2 separate regions of the Hordeum vulgare genome follow, and region 1 is linked to region 2. The links are chromatin contacts, called in public Hi-C maps. All regions are on one chromosome and are shown on one strand. The core of a region is the stretch at or near the end of the contact, and the rest is flanking DNA. Distances in the headings are between cores, read along the strand shown.

Region 1 (6,752 bases), core at 4,071-6,570, 33 kb before region 2:
AATCATATATTCACATCTGGTGCTTCTGGGACTAATGCAGCTGTTATTAGGGGTGCTTTGAGAGCTGAGAAGCCAGAATTGCTTACCGTAATTTTGCCTCAAAGTCTAAAGAAGCAACCTCCTGAAAGCCAAGAGCTATTATCTAAAGTAAGAATATGTGGTATTTCAGCTATTTATGTCATTTCTAGTTTATTTTTGTTGCAATGCTTTACTAGGAACCAAAAATAGACCAGCTTTCTGTGTATATTATATTTTCTACTCATGCCAATTTGTAATTTTGTGTGTCTAGATTGCTCATCACAATCTCAGTGTATCCAAAATCAAATTACGGAAAGATGCATTATGTGAGAATTCCACATAAAATTGAATAACATGAAGTCCTAAGCTGAACCCCTCAATCAACTTGTGAATGAACTGTGTCTATTGGACCTAAGTCATGGTCAAAGATAATCAACAACTGATTGAATGGTGTGTATTGTAACTTGTGAAGTTTAAGGTTCCCATTATCAGAGAAGGTATCACCTGATATTTCCATCTGAACAACTTTAGAACTGCATGCATTTATTTTATTCCCATTAAGACCTGGGATTTTTAATCTTGATTATGCAATAGAGGCACGTGAGGGGGAAAAGCCTGCCCTGCCCTTCCTCGATCTTGTTGCCTCCGCCACATCCCCTCTCCAAGCTCCTTTTTCAGGCTCTGCACTCATTTTCGCTTAGCCTCAGATAACTAGAGGGAAAGGGATAATGAAGGATCTTCAACAACCAGATCTTGATCTGGACACCCTATATTTAGACTCTTGGATCTGCTACTTCCCATCTTCTCCGCCCACTGAAGCGAACCAGTGTGGTTAAGGTATTTCAATCTCCTGTCCACGGGTGGTAGAGGGTGCCATCTTCAGATTGTTCGCTGGTAACCCTTGGAGTTGCTGATGCAAACCCCACTGGCTGACATCTGAGCCAAGGAGGCATTGTTACGCTGGTGAATATGTGATTCATTGTCTACTCCACCAGTGAGATGATATATTTTACTTCGCCAAGCGCCCAAGCCCAAGTACCAGTCTGTAGCATTTCCATTTCAGGGTCCTTTGGTGTCCTGTGCTGAAAATTTTCTAACCAGTCCAGGTTCCAGAGATCTCAATCTTCTGAGGCCATCTTTCCTTGAAAGGATAAACTAACAACACTATATTTATTGATTCCGTAGTATCTTATCAGGCGTTTTGAGTTAAAAAACAAAACCACAGAACTAAAATTGTAGGGATTCCAAAGGCACCACCAGGATTCCTAGGATTCTTGGCAACTTACTAGATCAATACTGTAACATGTGTTAATTCCAATAAATTGCCTCACAGAAATTATTTCTTGACCTGCTTTAGCTTGCAAAGCCTTTTTCTCTGCTTTCAGGTGGTACATTGGGTATGTTTCAGTGACATTCTGTTAATTTTTAGGTACAAAACTTGATTGAGAAACCTCAGTATGACCATCTACCACTAATTGAGGCTAGCAGGTTTGTTAGCTTTCTGTTCAAATTGCTTTTAGTTTTAGTGATATGCATTTTGTATCCCGAAGTATTTTCAATTCCAACAGCATTTACCTATGATTTTGCTTTAAGTATTGCTCCTATTGTTTAGCTTTGGGTTTACTTTATGCTGTTGCACTTACGTTGTTGCTATGTCTGAGTAGTTTCATAACAGTCGATTTGTCAGACTTGACATTACCACTCTTAAAATATTGATCATAAATTTTGTGTTAGCCTATTTTTATTTGAGAGAATTGCCTTAGATTATGTTCGTCTTGTGCCATGACATTACAAAAACAACTCTTATTATTTTTCAGGTTATGCAACATGGACATCATCTCGAAGGTCCAACAGGTGATATGCTTTGCGTTTCATGACAGCAGGCTGCTGATGGAGACCTGCCAGGAGGCAAAGAACATGCGGAAGATCGTAACGCTCTTCTACTTGGATTAGCTAGCACCTCGGGGCGCTTCTATCCCCTTTTTGTCCGTAGGCCGGTGAACGGGATGCTATTTGGTTTAGTCATTCCTGTATACACTAAAGCTCTGGAGTAGGTTCAGGTTCGGGCATAACAGTGCGTCTTCGGGCATTTTGCCCATTATTCAAATTCTTGGTAGAAACCAAATAAGCTTGTCGATATGTCTAGTCCGCCAGTAAAGAAAATAATTCAAATTCTTATCATTAGTAATTTCAAAGGTTATTGAAAAATCTGTTTCCACCCTCATCAAAAAGAAAAAGGAAAAACTGATTCCAAAGGCTGAGTCGAGTTGGGGTTAGCGACCTTTTTTTTTTTTTTTTTGGAATTGTTGCCAAACTGTTCAAATGTACTCCGTCTCTTCCTAAATACAAGTCTTTTTAAAGATTTTAATAAGGACTACATACGGATGTATTTGAGTGAAGATCCACTCATTTTGCTCGGTATATATAGTTTATATTAAAATCTTTAAAAAAACTTATATTTAGGAAGGGAGGGAGTATATAATTTCATGTGTTTTGGGATGTGTGATGCATTTGGCTCAATGCGAAATCAATATTATTACATGTGAAAAGCATATCTGGCTGAATACATTGTACAGCCAATCTTTTTGCAAGTGGAAAGCACACCTTGCTGCCAACAATGCAAAACCAATCCTTTTACTCACATGAGAAAAGTTGTCTTCGTGTGAAAGATTACAATGATGTAAGCACGCTGTGATCCAAAAAGCGACAGAGCTGTACTTAGAGAAGAGTAAAAAAAAAAGAGAGCATCTGCTACCACAGCATCAAACCCGGACAAGCCTATAAACAGTTAAAAACCTCACTCTAATTTACAGCATTCAGTATGCAGCAGATCCTTGTGCTGCGGAAACCTAATATGGTAGGCGCTGAAACTGTCAATATAGTCAGCACTGAAACTGTCAAAGCAGCCCGAGGCCGGTCAGTCGTCGCAAGCTTATGCTTAGACCATGTAGACGCCCTCGTCGGGGTCGTCGCTGCCGATGAGCACCAGCCCCTCGACGAGAACCGGGAACATGCACCTCGCCGGCTGGCGGCCGGTGGCCACCACGCCGTCCGGCGCGTCGACGACGTTGAAGGCGTGGTGCCTCTTGAGCACGCCGATCACGCTCGCCGTGTCCCCCTCCCTGACGAACCTGTCAAGCCAGTTGGTTGCAGTTTTGCTCAACATGTGACTGCGCATATGATATGTATGTCAGCCGTGCTCTGAAGCTGAGCCACGAATGCCTTATTACCCTTCTTCGACGCGCACGGCGCCGTCGCAGGACACGCCGGTGCTGGCCGCCCAGCTCTTGAGGCTCCGCGACGCGCCCTTGCTGCCGTCGCCGCCGTCAAAGCGGATGGTTTTCCGGTTGATCATCCAGGTGATCTTGGCGCCTTCTCCGGCGCGCACGTAGAACCTCCTCCCGGAGTTCCTGTCGGAGATGTAGAAGTTTGTCGACCGCGCCTGCCAGGGTCAAAAGACACATTCCGTCAGCACTGCGCCCCGTAGACCATCGGTGCCAACTGATTTACGAGGGTGGCAGAGCCTGACTGAGTGACTGACTGACCTCGGCGTGCCTGAGCTGCCACCGTGAGCAGCAGCAGGCCCACGCCCACCCACGGCGGCCGTACACCCGGACCGACGTGAAGACGCACCGGGCGGCGTCGTGGAAGCAGGCTCCCACGGGGACCCGCCCGCAGGTCACTTGCTGCAACGCAAAGCACGGCACGGCGATCATGAAACATCAGAACACGTGGCACGAATATAAGTTCAGCAGCAACACGGTGTAATGTTAAGCATCGTTTTTCTCTGTAATTATCTCTTGCTAATGCTTGCAGAGTAAATTAGCCATGCGGTGTGCCTTGGTGAAGCAAAAGTGGTCAGGTAGCTTGTGTTCCACCAGAGGTAATGCATGGCAGGGAAGCCATTGACCACCACATGTTGCTTAAGCCCCAGTTTGACAGCCTCCGACGCTTGCCAAACGCAAGCAAAGCAGCTCCAGCAGTTTGGGCTGCCCGATCAGATTGGCATATGCGTCGCTTGCTGCCGAGCTAAGCTTCAGCAGACGCCTCTGAAAGCTGGATTATGGCACGCTCTAGCTATATTCGATCACGATGCTAAGCAATTAAATCGGCATGCAAGTTCTTGGCAAACGACTGAATAAACGGTGTCTGATCATTGATCACTCAGCGTAGCGATAATGGATTTTGCAGGTGAGCAGAACAGAGAGGTATGAGGCGGTGGCTCACCCCGGTGATCTTGACGAGCTCGCCGATGGGCATGTCCCCCTGGTCGAACACCGTGTCGGGGGACAGCCGGAAGAACCGCTCCGCCTCCGCCGCGCACCGCAGAAAGTTCCAGGAGAGCACGGCCGCGGCTGCCGCCACGGCGCCGCCCGCAGCCGCGAGCGCCTCCCACCGGCGCCACGCCACGAGGAAGAACAGCCCGGCGCCGACTCCGGCCGCGGCGGCCACGAGCAGCAGCACGTAGCACGCGAACGGGACGCCGAGCCTCGTGCTCCCGCGCGCCACGACGGGCGCCGCCTCCTCCATGGCGGCCGCGCGCCTCCTGCTCGCCTTCCTCCACGACCCTCCCCGCGCCGGCGACGGCGCGGCGGGAGGCGACGGGCCCACGAGGAGGCCGGAGTGCGAGAGCTGCGACAGCGGCCCGGACGCCGAGGGCGACGGGGCTGGCCTGGGCGGCAGCGGGAGGTGCCCGGAGCTGCGGCGCGAGGAGGAGGCCGGGGACGGCGCCTGCGACTGCCACGCCGAGGAGGCGACGTCGAACATCCGTCCCAGCTCCCCTGACCGCGACAGGTCCCCGCCGGTGTACGGCGGCGTGGCGACCGACCCCGACGATAGCTGCCGCTCCCGCCTCCTGTCCGGCGCCCGGCCGGACACGTACATGCCGCTCCCTATCTGATGCATGCCGACCGATCCCTCCCCTCCCTCCTCCGGCCGCCCCTCGTGAGTCTTGACGCACGCCGCCGCGGGCAAAAGCGATCAGCGATCGAGCAAGCTCGAGAAGTGGAAGCTCCACAAAGAAGAGGACGACGGCGACGGCGTGACGTGAGGGCGATCGAAGGCTGCCGCTACCTCCGCTTTAGCATGTCGTGATCGACCGGGCTATAGGGAACAGGGCGGCAAAGGATCGGTATGCACCGGTGCGCTGCACCGGGCGCTAAGCAAGTTTTTATTCGGCCTGCTGCTGCTGCTGCGCGTGTCGTTGCGTGGTCGCGAGTTAATTCGAGGTCGGCCGGCGTGACCGCTCGCTCCGGACCCTATCGGCTGGAGCGAAACCGTTAGTTCAGCTTGGACCAAGTAGTGGCTTTCGCTTTGCATCCGTGCGTGCAGCTAATGGAGCGGAGCGAGCAATGCGGACGGAAGGTGGCGGTGATGCTGAGGAACCACGCGCTCTTTTGGCCGGCAACACGAGGGTACGTGGCCGGAGCTTAGAGCATTTTCAACAGACATGTTAGATTTTTTCTTCACGTTGATGTAGCGTTTTAGCGCGCTCGTAGACGTGTGGTAGCTAGCTGTAAAATTTAGCACGTTGCAGGTAGCGCAATGTTAAATTTACACAACGTGCGATCTAGCATAAATACATTTTTCACTTAAACATAAAACCAAAAAATCAAACATACACAAAATAAACCAACAATAAATAGTACAATTACTATTGTCAGATTTTTTATCAAACACTTAATGGGCGCCAAGCTGCAGACGACCATCGGGCACCGTTCTGTGGAGGAACGGAGCACTCAATGGACGACGACAAGGAGAATAGGCAGAGCAAGCAACGGCGACCACCAGGAGCGGCAGCGGGGGCGGCGGCGCGTTGGAAAGAGGCAAGGAAAGCACCGACGGGAAGAGCGGGTGGAGGCGCTGACACCGAGATGTTTCAGATCCGGTGGTTGGTGGTTCACGCGCAAGTTTGGTTTGTCCACCATGCTGAAACGGACGTAACAAGTAAACCATGCGTGATGCAGTTTTTCCCAGCATGTTGACACGTTTTTTACCGCGCGTGACATTATTACATGGCTGCTGGAGCGTTGGTTTCGTCCGTAGGTACGTCATATAACATGTATTTTAAGCACGTGATTTATTTAATGCCTCTGTTAGAGATGTTCTTACACGCGTGCAAAAAGGACATACACGCGAGATACGATGTTATTCTGCAAATTTCTGTCGGCCTTGTACCTTCCATTTCCGGTATCCACTAATCCACATGTTGCTAAGGGAATTCTTTTTTTTTTTGCGGGATAAAGGGAGTTTATTAAGATGTCATAGTGTTACAGTCGAGAGGCCACAAACCCTCAATACAAGGTGGAACCGAACGCAACCACACAACTGTAGTTCGCTCAGAACGGCTATAATTGGCCAACCGATCGACAACTCTATTCTGAGTGCGATAAATTTTCTGAGGTACAAACTCCCTGTTACTCATCAACTCCTTAATCTCTCGGACCAAATGACCATAAGTTGAGCGAGTTAAAGCATTGCTCGATAGGCTCGCTAAGGCTTCTGAAGAATCCGACTGGACGACGACTGGAAGATCCGTGTGTTGGATTGCCAAGGCCATACCTTGCATCAGCGCATGAATTTCAGCTTCCAGGGCATCGTTGCAATAAAACAGGACCCGGTATGCAGCAAAAATGATCTGTCCCTCATGATCTCGCAGAACCATACCGGCGACCGCCGAGCTATCTGACTCCTGAAATGATCCATCAACTGACAGAGCAGCATATCCTGGACTC
Region 2 (7,296 bases), core at 2,226-4,725:
CCTGGCATGCTAGGTAGCATTGATTGTATGCATTGGAATTGGAAAAATTGCCCCAAGGCTTGGCAAGGAATGTATTGTGGCAAGTCTCGTGATGCAACAATTGTGCTAGAGGCCGTAGCATGCGAGGATTTATGGATTTGGCATTGCTTTTTTGGTATGCCGGGCACTCTCAATGATATCAATGTGTTGTAACGGTATGATTTCTTTGCTAGGCTTGCTAGTGGTGATGCTCCTGCTTGCAACTACACTATCAATGGGCATGAATACACAAAGGGGTACTACCTTGCAGATGGTATATACCCTCCTTGGTGCACATTTGTCAAGAGCATCAAAGAACCCAAGTTTAAAAAAAAATGTGAATTTGCAAAGGTGCAAGAGGCAGCCCGCAAAGACATTGAAAGAGCATTCGGTGTTTTGCAATCTAGGTTTGCCATTGTCCCTGGTCCTACTCGTTTTTGGGATAAGAGAACCTTGAAGAACATCATGACATGCTGTGTTATCCTGCACAATATGATTCTTGAAGATGAGAGAGGATTGAACTTAGAATTCTTTTACGACAATGTGGGTAGCCGTGTCAAACCAGCTAGAGATCCAAACCGCATTAGAGCTTTTCTTCAGACATACAAGGAGATTGAAAACCCACACACACACTGTCAACTTCAGAAAGATCTCATCGAACACCATTGGCAAAGGGCTGGACAGTAACTTATTTTTGTATTCATTTGTATTTGTATTCATGACAAGTTTTGAATAATTATTTGTAATGCGGATGATTATTGTATTGTGTTTGATTTGAATAATTCAGTTTGTTTTTGGTTGTTGAATTATGTTGTACTTGATATTTGCGGGCTGATGATATGTGGGAAGCAGCGGTGCAAAGAGTAGACCCCGCAAAGCCGACCCGTAAAAAGGAATATTCCATGAATATTTTTTTTACGGATCCGTTTGGGAGGTCTGCATCTGTGCCAGCCCAAGCTGGTCCGCAAAAGCTGTTTTGCGCGACCCGCAAACGCGTTTTGCGGGCAGGCGGGACGCGGAACCATAGTAAGCACCTACACTAGTGTCCCATCGGTCTATGGGTTCTTTGTATTTGATATTCTACTTTCATCCATTTCTAATGTTTTCGCTACAACTTATGTAATTATGTGCACTCAGGACTTGGATCCAATTTAGGTTTTATAGAGCATATGAATCAACTATATTTCGACCATATTATATGCATGGTTGCAAAATAATTTCGACGACCTTTTAAAATATGCGTACCACATTATATTTTACATGATATTCATTTTAGCTTTCATATGCCTAATAATTTTTCACTACGAATTCTCGATGAAACGCACTCAATATATTAGTACTTTCTGTCGCAGGTTGCATAGCATAATTAATCATAAGATTTTCATCGAGTTGAGTAGCAGCTTAGTTTTTTTGGGGTAGTAGTCCAAAGAGGTGAGAACGAGTTGTTCCTTATTTTATTTTTGAAAAAAATGCAACACTAATACTTCCATTAATTTAGAGAAGAGAATGTTTAAGAAGTAAATTAGCAAAAAGTATTAACAAGTTGTACAAAGAAAGATGGGAAATTCTATCGAGAAGCACCCCATCATCCATATCCCGTGCGGCGGCTTTCTTCGTCATGCATGCATGCATGCATTCAATGATGTTATCAAATTCGTTATAAATTACTGGATTTAATTTTTTTTTATCTCTTAAACCGTTAATTCGACCGATGATCCGTTTTCGCCGTTGACTTTGTTTCAACGAAATCTTCAAAACTAGATCCCATGTCGATATGTTTCGACAACTTTTTTTCCTCGTACTTACTACATTTATTGCACTTACTTGTCATATTAGTAAGTACTTACTTGTCTGATAAAAAATAACTTAATCACCAAATTTTTAGAAATTATGTATAAATATGACATCTCGACATAATCAAAATCGTAAGCACAAACAATTTTTTTAGGCGATTACACGCAAAAATGTGACAACTCAACATATTTAAAACCGGTAACCACAAAAATTTGTTTTTGGTCATCATTTATAAATATGACAACTCGGCATAGCTAAACTAACAAACACACAAAATAGTTTTCTGGTAAAGTTGCATGTAAATATGACAAGTTAGCATATTTAAATTGATAAACACAACCTATGACATGTTTTTGTATCATGTATAATGAAAACGGTTACAAGGCTTTGTACGAAACAACATCAAAAAGTGTTAATTAAGTTATTTTTCTCACGCAAATAAGTGGTTAATAATATGACAAGTGGGTCAAAAAATGTGGCAAGTATGATCGGAAAAAAAGTTGACGGAACATGTCAACATGAGATCTAGTTTTGAAGAACTCGTCGCGAGAAAGTCAATGATGAAAGCAGATCATCGATTAAATTAATGTTTTTATAGATAAAACTTTTTGAATTTCAAACATCAAAGAGAATCTTGATGACATCCTTGCATGCATGTAGGAGTTTTCATTATACATTATGATATCATTGATGCATGCATACATGAGAGATACTCCACGCACACACTAATTTTACATTAGATGAGTGATTAATAGAGTCTTACTTTTTACATTGAAAAATGATTAACTAAGCCGCCGCACCGCAATGCGGTGCCGCTGTTTAGTGATGTCCAAGAAAGATAACGGGTTCATATATAAAAAAGCGAGAGGACACCAATCACACTCTCCATTATTTTTGGACGAACACATCTTTCTATTCTGCAGTATCTATGCTTCTCCCCAACCATTGCCAGCACACAACCCTCGAACGTTCCTAAGCATCTGCATCCAGTACGGATAAGCTTTACGATTGATTACATCTTTTCTACTAGTAGAAACGAAACGTTGCATCCTCCTTTAAACTTCTGCATGCATTTTCCAAGTACAGTGCGGCATGAATCTAAGATTCCGTTTCCGGTGCCTAAACCGTCAGCCAGAGATCAGTCGACAACGAGGATGTGTCTTCCCACTTCAATCAGCCACCTTTGCCTTTAATTTTCTAATGAAAACCGTCGTGTTTTGTCCAGTTTGCAGCTCAATCTACGTCAAGATCACTAGGACATGTCAAAAAATATATCATTCGGACGATTTCATATATCTGGCCGGTTGCCTCGTTGATTTCCCACGTGACAGCGATATATTTAATTAATGCACTCGCTGCATAATCGTATGCATAAACCAGTCGAGATTGCAGCTCCAGCATAGATACTCTGCACAAGTGGAGGGCCGTGGAGCGTGAGATAATCACAGCATTAGCGGCAAAAGCGATCGCACGTGTGATGGCTTAGCGCGTCGCGTTTCCAGGTGCCGTAGCGTGGTAAGCCGACGTGTGCGCGGCACCTGCTGCCGACGGTTCCGGAGCGGCTGGAGGCGGGACACGTGGAGCCGCGAGATGGATCCGCAGTAGGAGCAGACGGTCTGGATTTTTTGGGTGACGATGGGGATGGGCTGTCGGCCCGTGTAGTGGGAAGAATGTGGGCTCGGCCTCCGCGTGACAGATCTGTCCTGGATTCGTCGTTCTCCCCGAGTGTGTCACAGGTGACTCGTGGGGCCGCCTTTGTTCGCGGCGTCTGACTCTGAAACTGACAGTAGAAGAGTGCAGTTGAAAGAAACAGATTTCGGGCAAGATGTTGTTTCTTCCCGATAGTTTGCGAGCAGAGCAGCACACTGACGGAGCTTAGAGCATCTTCAATAAATGGTTCAAATTTTGATGGTTTAAAACTGAAGATGTAAAATTTAAACCGTCAAAAAGTGTATTTTGGAGCTTTGAAAAATGCTCAACTTCAACAGATGATACAAATTGATGGTTCAAAAAAGCAACTTCAATAGATGGTCCGAACTAAAGATGTAAAAATCTGAAAAACGATCGCGTGTCTGCTGTCAGCCACTGTTCAGCCACGGTTTTGCATTGAACTAGCATAAATTTTTTGAAAATAAAGTACATCATCATCATAGTTTCAATCAAAAGTACATCACCATCATAGTATCAAATCCCTCTAGCAAAAGAACATCGTCTCAATCAATGTTTTTCGCCCTAGAAATTGAAATGCACATGAATATTACTCATGCGGGTCATCAACACCACCGGCCTTGTGAACCGTGGTACCATCATCATCTTCACCACATCGTCCTACACGGCCGGCGGTGGCGGCGGGGGAGGTTGAGAAATGGATGTAGGGCTGCTGGAGGAGGCCGCCGACGCATCGGCTGCGATTAGTCACCCCGAGCCGCCGCGACCGCCTTGAAGAGCTTCACCGGCCGCATAGAACTGTCGGTCGGGTTGCGGCTGCGGTTGGCCGACCATTTTCCGCCGCCTCGTCCCTTCCCCGGCTTCGCCGCCGGTGCGGTGGCCACCGGCCGGGGCAGAGCTAATCCGGGCCGGCGGACGGGGGGCGGCGGCATGGCAGCGGTTGCGGGCGAGATGGCAGCGGCGGTGGCCACGTGGGGCAGCCCACCGACTGCGGCAGCGACGGAGAAGGCGGCGGGGTCGTCGCCTTCGGCCATGACGGCGCCGGACGACGGGGGGCGGCAGTGGGCGGGCGGGAAGCGGGCGGGCGGGCGGGAAGGGAAATGAAGTGATGGTTGGGCGTTCGCGGGCGGCGGTTGGTTTTGGACCAGATGCACCTCGTGATGTAAATTTGCACCGCGAGGTGTTGCATTTTACATCACGAGTAGGCCGCGGTCCAATTTTTTTACATATGGACCGTCTGCTGGAGAATTGTTTTTTGCCTCAGACGATCCAAAAGTTAGGTATTTTTACATTTGAACCGTCTATTGAAGATGCTCTTAGTGCGATGCTAGGGGCACCGCCCCAGGTTTGGATATACTCCGTATGAATGAAGAACTGGAGACTGCCTTGATGTGTAGTCCTCGTGTTTTTGCATGTTTCATCTTTGGTACTCCCTCCATTCCTTACTAGTTAAATACCCATGCGTTGCTACGGAACATAAAAAATACATCAGACATTGTTTTATTTCGGATGTGTATCTCAAACATGATGGATATTCACCATATAACGGTAATCACCAATTCTTTCTTCCAATTCTTTTTCTGTCATGCCTCACTTTTTAACGTGAAATAGTAGGGGAGGCCCTTCATGTATTTTTTACGAATTAGAAGGTTGTGTCCTTAATTCCTCATGTCACCGTCTCTTTCACTACCTTTGTTGCATCCAGAAAAAATGGCTTTGTCCCCATTGTTCTCCCTCTCTACATCCATGGAATTCATCCATCTTTGTTCTATCATTGTTTTCGATTCAAATGTTGTGTATTTTGCCCTAACTATCGCTTGGCCACTTCTTCAAAATATTAGAAGATCTATAAAATGATGCATATGTATTGAAAGGAACAATGAGTAGGGACGAAGACCTACTAACAAAGGAACATATGATCACAAACTTCCCTTGTATATCTCATATGGGATAACCACGTGTATAAACAATCCAGCGTGAAACATGTATCTCTACTATTAAAGGGGATCTGCCGTCGTCGTGATGGTTCGACCAGCAATCCCCCTTTAGAATAGGCACCCACGTCACACCCCCTCCCCCTTCCGATTTTTTACATCCCTCCGAAAACCAAAGTTACATCCCTCCAAAAACCGAAGTGGTCCACCGAAATCCAAAGCATCCCCGCACATCGTCCACTTCTCCCACGATTCTCATCCGTCTCCAGATCTCTCCCCATCACCGTCCCTCGTCCTCCTCGCGCTCGCCCACTACCGCCCCGTTGCCGGCCGCCCATCCCTCGTCCTCCTCGCGCTCGCCCACTACCGCCCCGTTGCCGGCCGCCCATCCCTCGTCCTCCTCGCGCTCGCCCACTACCGCCCCGTTGCCGGCCACCTCGCAGCCGAGGGCGATGGCGAGCTCCTGCGCATCGAGGGCGCGGCAGGCGTGATGTTCGTCGCCGCGTCGGCGGGCTACGCGCTGGCGGATGTCGCGGCGCCGCTGCTCGGCGGCCTCGTCGCGCGGTACCCTGGCGGGATATGCCGCCACGCCGACCCGCTTCTGCTTGTGCCTGTCACCGAGTTCGCCTGCGGGGTGTTCGCCGTCGCGGGGACGTGGAACCACGTGCTGACCGACGGACCATCCCTCGTCCTCCTCGCGCTTGCCCACTACCGCCCCATTGCCGGCCGCCCATCCCTCGTCCTCCTCGCGCTCGCCCACTACCGCCCCGTTGCCGGCCGCCTCGCAGCCGAGGGTGATGGCGAGCTCCTGCGCATCGAGGGCGCGGCAGGCGTGATGTTCGTCGCCGCGTCGGCGGGCTACGCGCTGGCGGACGTTGCGGCGCCGCTGCTCGGCGGCCTCGTCGCGCGGTACCCTGGCGGGATCTGCGGCCACGCCGACCCGCTGCTGCTTGTGCAGGTCACCGAGTTCGCCTGCGGGGGGTTCGCCGTCGCGGGAACGTGGAACCACGTGCTGACCGACGGACCATCCCTCGTCCTCCTCGCGCTCGCCCACTACCGCCCCGTTGCCGGCCGCCCATCCCTCGTCCTCCTCGCGCTCGCCCACTACCGCCCCGTTGTCGGCCGCCTCGCAGCCGAGGGCGATGGCGAGCTCCTGCGCATCGAGGGCGCGGCAGGCGTGATGTTCGTCACCGCGTCGGTGGGCTACGCGCTGGCGGACGTCACGGCGCCGCTGCTCGGTGGCCTCGTCGCGCGGTACCCTGGCGGGATCTGCCGCCACGCCGACCCGCTGCTGCTTGTGCAGGTCACCGAGTTTGCCTGCGGGGGGTCGCCGTCGCGGGGACGTGGAACCACGTGCTGACCGACGGAGAGGGCATGGCGTAGCACATGGGTGTCGTCGGCGAGTTCGCGCGTGGGGCGTCGCCCACGCCGTCCGTCGTGCCGCTCCGCGCGGACGACGGCTCGCTCCCGTGCCTCCCGCATTCGATGGTCGCCACGCAGAAGCGGGCGCTCAGCTGCCTGTTCAACGGGGACTTGGGGCTCCTCGACGTCACTGTCCCCGCCGGCCTGATCGGGCGCGTCAGGGCCGAGTTCGACGCCGCCGGGCTCGGCGACCCGTGCACGGTGTTCGAGGCCGTCGCAGCCGTGCTGTGGCAGTGCCGGACTCGCGCGGCCATCGTCTCCGTGTCCGACGAGCCCCCCGTGGCGCTGTCGTTCTCGGCCAACGTGCGCCGGCTCGTGGGCGCCAGGCACGGGTACTACGGCAACTGCATGGTGGTGCAGTCGCTGACGGCGACGCGCGGTGCGGTGGCGCACGGCACCGCCGCGGACGTGGCGAGGTTGATCCAGCGCGCGAAGGAAAGGGTGCCCGACCTGCTAGCTC

What was found. A called contact is a pair of places that touch in the nucleus more often than the background predicts.
Region 1: a Hi-C map of leaf shows a contact between it and region 2, with 4 times the contacts expected there. The contact joins the promoter of LOC123410522 here to the enhancer-like site in region 2. A contact is called at or near these places in 2 of 6 Hi-C or Micro-C datasets (both in leaf).

Annotation. Positions count from the first base shown.
Region 1 is chr7H:541,213,258-541,220,009 of MorexV3_pseudomolecules_assembly, reverse strand. LOC123410522 reads right to left here and starts at 5,320. Exons shown (of 4, transcript XM_045103469.1): 1 at 4,246-5,320; 2 at 3,564-3,704; 3 at 3,249-3,460; 4 at 2,637-3,149. The coding sequence starts at 4,923. The coding sequence ends at 2,957. It overlaps LOC123410523, which reads left to right. Exons shown (of 6, transcript XM_045103471.1): 4 at 1-147; 5 at 1,448-1,506; 6 at 1,836-2,226. The coding sequence ends at 1,971.
Region 2 is chr7H:541,177,875-541,185,170 of MorexV3_pseudomolecules_assembly, reverse strand. No RefSeq gene overlaps it. Among protein-coding and RNA genes, the nearest start is that of LOC123413658, 3.8 kb to the right of the region's middle. Within about 2 kb of position 3,475, at least 3 of the 3 cell types and tissues checked have open chromatin away from gene starts, as enhancers often do. A contact at or near this core is called in leaf, where this site is marked.